Linked DNA regions of Zea mays: region 2 is linked to region 1. The links are chromatin contacts, called in public Hi-C maps. All regions are on one chromosome and are shown on one strand. The core of a region is the stretch at or near the end of the contact, and the rest is flanking DNA. Distances in the headings are between cores, read along the strand shown.

Evidence for each region. Hi-C and Micro-C count contacts between places; a contact is called where the count stands out from the background.
Region 2: a contact with region 1 is called in a Hi-C map of leaf, with 3 times the contacts expected there. The contact joins the enhancer-like site here to the promoter of LOC103635772 in region 1. A contact is called at or near these places in 2 of 25 Hi-C or Micro-C datasets (endosperm and leaf).

The regions. Positions count from the first base shown.
Region 1 is chr8:119,986,811-119,990,608 of Zm-B73-REFERENCE-NAM-5.0, reverse strand. LOC103635772 reads right to left here and starts at 1,291. Exons shown (of 4, transcript XM_008658152.3): 1 at 973-1,291; 2 at 406-850; 3 at 1-303. The coding sequence starts at 811.
Region 2 is chr8:120,446,335-120,450,035 of Zm-B73-REFERENCE-NAM-5.0, reverse strand. It overlaps LOC103635779 (E3 ubiquitin-protein ligase UPL4), which reads right to left. Exons shown (of 17, transcript XM_008658155.4): 13 at 3,208-3,288; 14 at 3,059-3,127; 15 at 2,839-2,967; 16 at 2,671-2,754; 17 at 1,623-2,084. The coding sequence ends at 2,019. Among protein-coding and RNA genes, the nearest start is that of LOC103635779, 14 kb to the right of the region's middle. Within about 2 kb of position 1,400, at least 6 of the 20 cell types and tissues checked have an H3K27ac peak or open chromatin away from gene starts, as enhancers often do. A contact at or near this core is called in leaf, where this site is marked.

The sequences.
Region 1 (3,798 bases), core at 42-2,541:
CATGAGGAGGCAGGCAGTATCTAGCACCCTGATCCACACTACCCAGACTAGCAGCCTCTAGGTTGCTGTCCGTGCTATTTTCAACATCAGGAAACTGCTCTCCGGTTTGTGGGAGCATTTCAGATGCATTATTTGTCTGGTCAACTACAGGTGCTCCATCACCTTCATGTTCCTTGGAGCTTTCCTCTATGTCATCAGGCACATTGTTCTGTATTTCCTTATCAAAATGAGCTATGCCATTATCACTTTCATTATTCTTTGTCCCAGGCTCCACGTTTACATGATCTTCAACTTTGTTAGATTCTGAAATGGAATAGGGATATAATTAAAGATGTTGATGAGTAAAAACGGTGCCATCAATATGCAGCACGCCTACAAGCACAGGGCTCTGAGCAGTCTCCTTACCGGCTTCAGCATGTTCAGGAATGGCAGAACCACCACCAGCAGCAGCAGCAGGCACATGTACCACAAGAACCGGATTCTTCTCCGTCTCAGTGAGCAGATCACGAGCTCCTGCTTCTAGCATCTCCTCCTCACCATTCACCGCCTCCAGGCCCTCCGCGGGCTCATCTCCGTGGCCTTCGGCACCAACCATACCAGCTGACTCGTTCGCGTAGAGCGGGTCGCTCACCGCCGTATCTCCCCCTTCACGATCCACATCCGTCGCCAACGTAGCTTTCCCCTCCACTTTCACATCGGCGGCGAAAGCAGGCACCTCGCCCGCAGCTTCCGACGTCGTGACGTCACCGCCCGCCACCGGCTTCGTCTCGCCACCCCCAGGATCCGAGGCCCCGATGGCCCCCGAGCTCATCGGTGCGAGACCTCAGCGCCGCTCCCCGGACGAGGGAATCTGGAAGGACTTGAACAGCGGTGGCAGGAAGTCAGCGAGAGGGGGAGCTCGGAGTTTCTCATCGATCCGGCGGGGCGCCGAAACCCTATGAGCGGATCAGTGCGGGGGAGCACGGAATTTACCTGTGCGAGCGCCGAGCGGGCGGGGGACGTGGTCGGGGTCGAGGGCGCGCGCGTGGGGATGTGAGAGCAGCTCCGGTCTCCGGAGACGGCAGGGCGAGAGATAGATAGATGCGGAGCCGGGGCCGAGCTAGGAAGTGGAGGTCAGGAAGGGGAAGAGTGTGCTCGGCTGCCGTATCGTGTATCGGCGCTCTTGGCCCGAGCTCAAGCGGGTACAGACTGTTCTGTGTTCTCTCATCACGGGGAGGGTAGAGATTGTTTTGATGCTCGTGTCGTGAGTCGTCACCGTCGTATTTTCCTAATGCTTCTCTGTGCATGTCACGCCAGAATCACATTAAACATTCTGGTAGGTTCATCTAGAAATGTAAAATGGGATTCTGATTGACCCTTTTTATCTATCTAAAAGCTAGTACCATTCTGGTAGGTTTTAGGTGGAAATGGTTAAATATAAAATAGCAATCACTGTTATATTACGATTGAATGCACGAGATTGCTTAATTACACATTTACACCAATATAATTGATTGCATAAGTTATATCTTCTGGATAGCTAGCTAAACAAGAGAAGAATCTGCATCAAGGGAGTGAAGTTTGCTTTTACCAACCAATGTACGTGAGCAATAAAGCAAAAAAAAACTATGAGACTGAAGAGGACGAAGAGGTGATGCCTGGAAGAGATGGGTGAGACTGGCGGTGGATGACGATTGATAGGTTTTAAGTTATTAAAGACCCAACAAAACTCTTAATATATAAAATGTATATATGCAAGGAAGGTGCAATTTTTGGTGCAAACTATCCTATCCTATTTCCCTTTCCCTATCCTAACCCTATCCAAACCTCTCCAAGAGAAACCAATGGACAATGAACTTAATTGACAACGGTAGGCCAGATCGTGCTCAGACGAGGTTAAACAAAATACAACTATGGGATAAATAGAATGAACAACGGGCTCAATGGACAACGAGTTAGGTCATCCTCTGATCAAGTTAAATAAAATCTAACTATGTAATATATAGCGATCGCAACGCACAAACATTGTGTTAGTAGCACATATAACTTACAAATACAACAAATAAAAGAATTGTCTCACATATAGATATAGTATAAATATAAACACTAAAAAAGGGTTTCCTTGAACGTCTCACCAAGATGTCTAGACCATATATCTCACTACTAAAATAGCATATATATATATATATATATATATATATATATATAACTTTAAAACCACAACGAACAAAAGTTTTTCCTAACACAAGTTTGTATAGATTCACTCAAACAAGAAAGGGACTGAGATATACTAAGTTTGCTATAGAGCAAGTATAATCTCTACTACTTATTAAGTAAGCAATAGTAGTTTGCCTCCCCTCGTTCTGTCGTCCATCAATCTGGACCGTCCGTATCCTATCGTGCATCTGCGTCTCTCACGCTCCATTCCCCTCCACCGCACGACCGCACCCCAATCCCTAACCTTCCCCGCACGTTCCTCTCTCTACCGCGCTGCTCGTCCCCTGCGGCCCTGCCCCTGCCGCGATAGATGCCTCACGGCCCCCGACAACGACGACCGCGCCGCCATGACCTCCCATCGCCTCCACCTCCGCCGCAGGGCGCACCCTCCCCCTCGCCATGGTCACCGCTGGAGCGCCACCTCTACGCCTCGACCCTGGTATGTCCTCCTCCCAAACCTCGCTACTCCTACCAGATCTGGGTGGGATAGGTAAACGAAAACACCCACCTGGCGACGTCGCTCGCGCCAGCCACCGACTTCGACTGCGTCGTCGACGCCTTCGGGTACAACGAGTTGGCGATTGCGCGATGCCCGAGAGCTCCAACCGCGCGCCCACGGATTTCTCCTCCCCTGCTGCCGGTAGGAACAGGAATACCCTGCGACGGCTTCTCGGGCTCCTTCAGGTCACCCCAGATTGATGTCGTCATCGAGCACCCTGTTTTTTGGGGTTCGGTAAGTCTCGCATGCAGCACCGTGGTCCGCCCCCGATGGCGCGCCTCCGCCCCGAACCAATCGACCGCGAGAAGGTCAGTTGTTACACCCCCTGGCCCCCTTGCTCCCGTTGTCAGGCTTCTACTGTGGAATGTGAATCCCGCGATGCTCCTTGAGGTGGATTGCGCTCTCACAAGTAGCTGGACACTGATGTGCGACTCCACAGCATTAGGTTAGATTTTGCTTGCGTCCAGAGGAATGTGAATGCTGACTAATCCTACTGGTAACATTTTCTCTTGTGTGCAGACCTGTCCTAGCTCTGCTGCTCAGGGTTTCCACGAGGGTAAGCGTGCTTATGTCTTCTTGTTTTTGTCCCAACGAATGCATTTATTGGTTACTCCATGCTGATTAGCACTTTAGTGTATTGATTGAGACTTGGGAACCTGTAGTATACTTAATACTTGATTCACTTGTTTGCGTTGCTACTGCAACTTTTTAGTCGATTTTGTTGTACCTATAGTGCATGGTGGACAGCAGAAAGCTTTTCATCATCAAACTATGTCTTCTCTTATATAAAATGTAATTTACTCCCAGTTTACTTGCACTGGGACTGCCAGTCTATAGAAAGCACAGTAGTAATCATGATACATTAGAATCTAGAAGCTGGGAGTACATTTTTGTGTGGGTGATCTGCACAGATGTACCATTAAGATTTAAGAGTGCTACATATAGGCCTTGCTTAGGACCACTGTGCTGAATTTCTATTGATGCGAACCTAGATAAACCAATGACGGTTTGTATATACATGTGTGTGTATGAACTTTAATTATGCGTTATCCTTCTAGGGTTGCTGGGCACACACAAATACATGAGAGGCCCCGCAACAATTC
Region 2 (3,701 bases), core at 151-2,650, 460 kb before region 1:
ATACATTACTTTTTAGAGGGTAAGCGTGTGGATGTTTCCGATTCTCTGTTTTTCCTAAATTTGTCTTATAGCTGTCGTTATCACAACTTAAATAAAAGACTCACAACATGATAGTATTTCTTACCTCCTCTGCATCCAAATCTTAGGTTGGATCCAATATCACTAGCCTATATCTACTGCCACCCACTATCGATCAATCTGTATCCACTATTGCCGGTATTTATCTACCACAACTTTTTAGGCCCCGATTATTTACTCTCTAGATTATATAATCCAACTTAAATAAGTTAAATGACAAACAAACAACATATATTTTTATGTGGATTATATATTCTAGGTACCTAGATTATGATAATCCATAAGCAGTACATTAGATACTTATATAATATATAAGCTGAATTATATAATCCTGGGAGGAAATAAATAGGATCTTAGTGCATAACATTTATAGTCAGCTTACAACCTCATCAGCGTCACGTCAGATTTTCTTTTACAGACTCATACACACAACAAAACATGATTTTTAATTCAAATAAAATACAAAAACGAGGAAAACATTCTGAAAATACATAGCTCGTTACAGCAAATAAAACTACATAAATAAAGTCCATCCAGTTTAAAAACAATAAGGGCTTGTTCGGTTAGCTCTCAATCCATGTGGATTGAGTGGGATTGGATGAGTTTGAATCCCAAACAAGTCAAATTTCTTCTCATTTTTTTCCAATCCCATCCAATCCATGTGTGTTGGGAATAACCGAACAAGCCCTAAAAGTACACGGTTCTTATGCAGTGCCTCGACCACGACGTATCTAAGAACTAATTTCTATTGTATCATGAGGTGTTCTTATACTGATTGAAAGTTCTAGAAAAGGCAGACCATCTGAGTTGCAGAACCATGTGGTACAATTAGGAGTGGTAAAACTTATATTTTGGAGCTCATTAAGTTGACAGTTGTTCACTTTTCCTATTTGCTAGTGACGCGTCGCTAGCTCTTCTGTTAATCACATGGTACGACGACAACAGCCTATGAGCTCCAAAGCTTTCCTAGACATCATGTTACTCATTTCTCGCGAAGCTTTTAGACAGCCAATGAACGGGTTTACTTGCCCGAAAGATCCGCTCAAGAAGCGGAAAAGGGCTATAAAAATCACACCAGACAGTGGTTTCTGATTAGATATCAATCAAAGGAAGCTTTTGAAGGGAAAGGAGTTGCGACATCTGCAAACAAGCGTATTATCCTTGGACAGAAGAATACAATTAAACTATAGCTTCTTTTGTTCCTCAGATCAGATATTGTATTCCTAACTCCTTTTTTGTTTAAAAGCGGTTCTGGGCAGAGCCATTTATTTGCACGCAAAGGCTTCTTTTGTTGCCAACGGCTACGGTACTGGCACGGATGCAGGACTTGGCTGCATCTGGAAGCGACCCGGCTCACCGGTTCTCTGGTGCCTTCGTGTGCCACCTCTCGCACACACAAGAAACTTTTGAGAACCAAAGATAACAACAGGAACATAGCAGAGCAATCGCCACGAAAAATGTCTGATCGATGAGGGACGATAAGGGACAGGCCACTATAGGAACCGAAGGAAAAGGCACTGTCCTATTCCAAAAGCACAAATTCCTCACGCTCGGATCAGACATTGTTCATATGAAATCCACAAATAATTTGCACATATTTCGCCATAAGTCACACAACGACGCTTAAGAAGGCAAACACCAACGAACAATGAAAGATAGCACTGGCACTTCTATCAGGCAGGCACGCATATGTACACCGAAAGTTTGAACAAAAGAGTAGCGAACTAGGCACACTAGTGATCTGCTTGATCACACCTGAAACCTAGTATGTACAAAGAGCGGTAGCCGTTTTTTTCTCTCCTAAAATCAGCTCCACCAGATCGTGCTGTCAGCTAAAATAAGCAGTGAACCACCCACATTTACACCGTGTTTTCCTTTCCTACGAGATACTTACAAAGAGAAACTCCTGTTGCATGCGAAGTATCATTATCGCTTATTGGTTAAGATAGGTGGAAGGATCCCTGGCCCTCTGTAATTGCATAGAGGAGTTTCTCTCTCATCTTTTCCTACAGGAAAAACAAGCAAACTTTCATGGGTCGAAACAAACAAAGCATAGCTAAACATCAAATGCGCGGAAATTTGCTGAGTGAGAAGTTCAGCGTTCAAAACACTTTTTTACTATGAATCAACACAAAAAAAACTTGACTTGCATAATTTTTAGCCTTTTTTTGGTAGCTATGTTGGCTGCTTATTGTTTTTGGTTATGTTGGCTGGGAGGGAGAGATCTTGACGTTGAGATACCCTGAGAACATGGACGTTTAATTTCAATTTATTTCGCCTGATTTGTTTGTTATAAGAAGTTCAATCCAATGTTATCAAATTGTCTAATCAATCCTAGTTGCCATGGCACTGATCAGCTCAACTAATCGTGTCTAATCGTAGTGCAAAGCTGATCGCCATGGCATCGATCAGCCTGACTAATCGTGATTAGTCAGACAACTTTATAATATTGGTTCAATCTCCCAAATGATATAAGAAGTCCAATCTCAATCTATTCCACCTAATGTCCTTTCGATCTCTCAAACCATTAATGATACTGAAAAAATTAACCTAGTAAACTCCACTAAGTTAGGATACGCAGACAGGTCAAACCTTTGAAGAGTATGGAGGTAACTTAAGATAGTTGGCACAAGTCATCACGCTCGGCAGGTCATGATCAACATCATTGCTGTTATTCTGTTTATTATTACATCACAATGTTAGCAAAAGATGGTTCAAACGAACTGAAACATAAACGAGAGCTTTACGACAAAAACAGACCTTTCGAACAACTGTGAACTTTGGATTTAGTGCAGCCAAGCCGCCTGGTGGAAGCCGAGGTGAACCCGTTATAAATTGCAAGAAAGCTCTACGTTGAATGGATCCAAACTCTTGTATGATTTCCAGCAACTGCAATGCATTTTAGATTCAAATAGCAGGCCTCCATTAACGGTTCACAACATACATTGCCAATTCAAAATATCTTGTCTAGAGAACTTACATTAATGACAGGAGGGCTGCTGGAAGTGTAGCCATGATCAAATTTGATGTGATCCACAAGTTTCGCAAACTGTTCAGACCAAGAAATCAGCAACCAGAATAAAATAATAACAAAACATGAACAGATGCCAACAGGAGATAGATGCATACATCCCATGTATCTTGTTCACCACAAAGTAATCTCTCTAGCTCGTCCTCTGAAAAAACCTGGAGTTTTTTTAGCGGAAATACCTGCAGTAGACAGTGTCAGTGTTTCAAACGAATATTCTAGGTGAAAAATGACCATGGAACTCTCTATACAGTTTCCATTTTTATTTATTTATTTATTTATTTATTTATTATTATTATTATTATTATTATTATTTTGCTGTAGGGGCTTCCCCTACAGTTTTCTCCATAAAAAAGACCATGGAAGTGTTATCATGTAGGTTCCACGTAAGGTTTCCTACTACAACCAGAAGCACAAGGAACAGTACTACCCCCTAAATAAACCTGGACCAGAAAACAAGAATTAAGACCAATGCAGTAGTATTTACCATTTTGGGATGTTAATTATTGTTCCAATAATATATATAGTCTAAAACACACAGTAGAACACCAGATAAGATGCTTGTATGCGGTAAAAAGGTGGAAGGGTCAGCAAA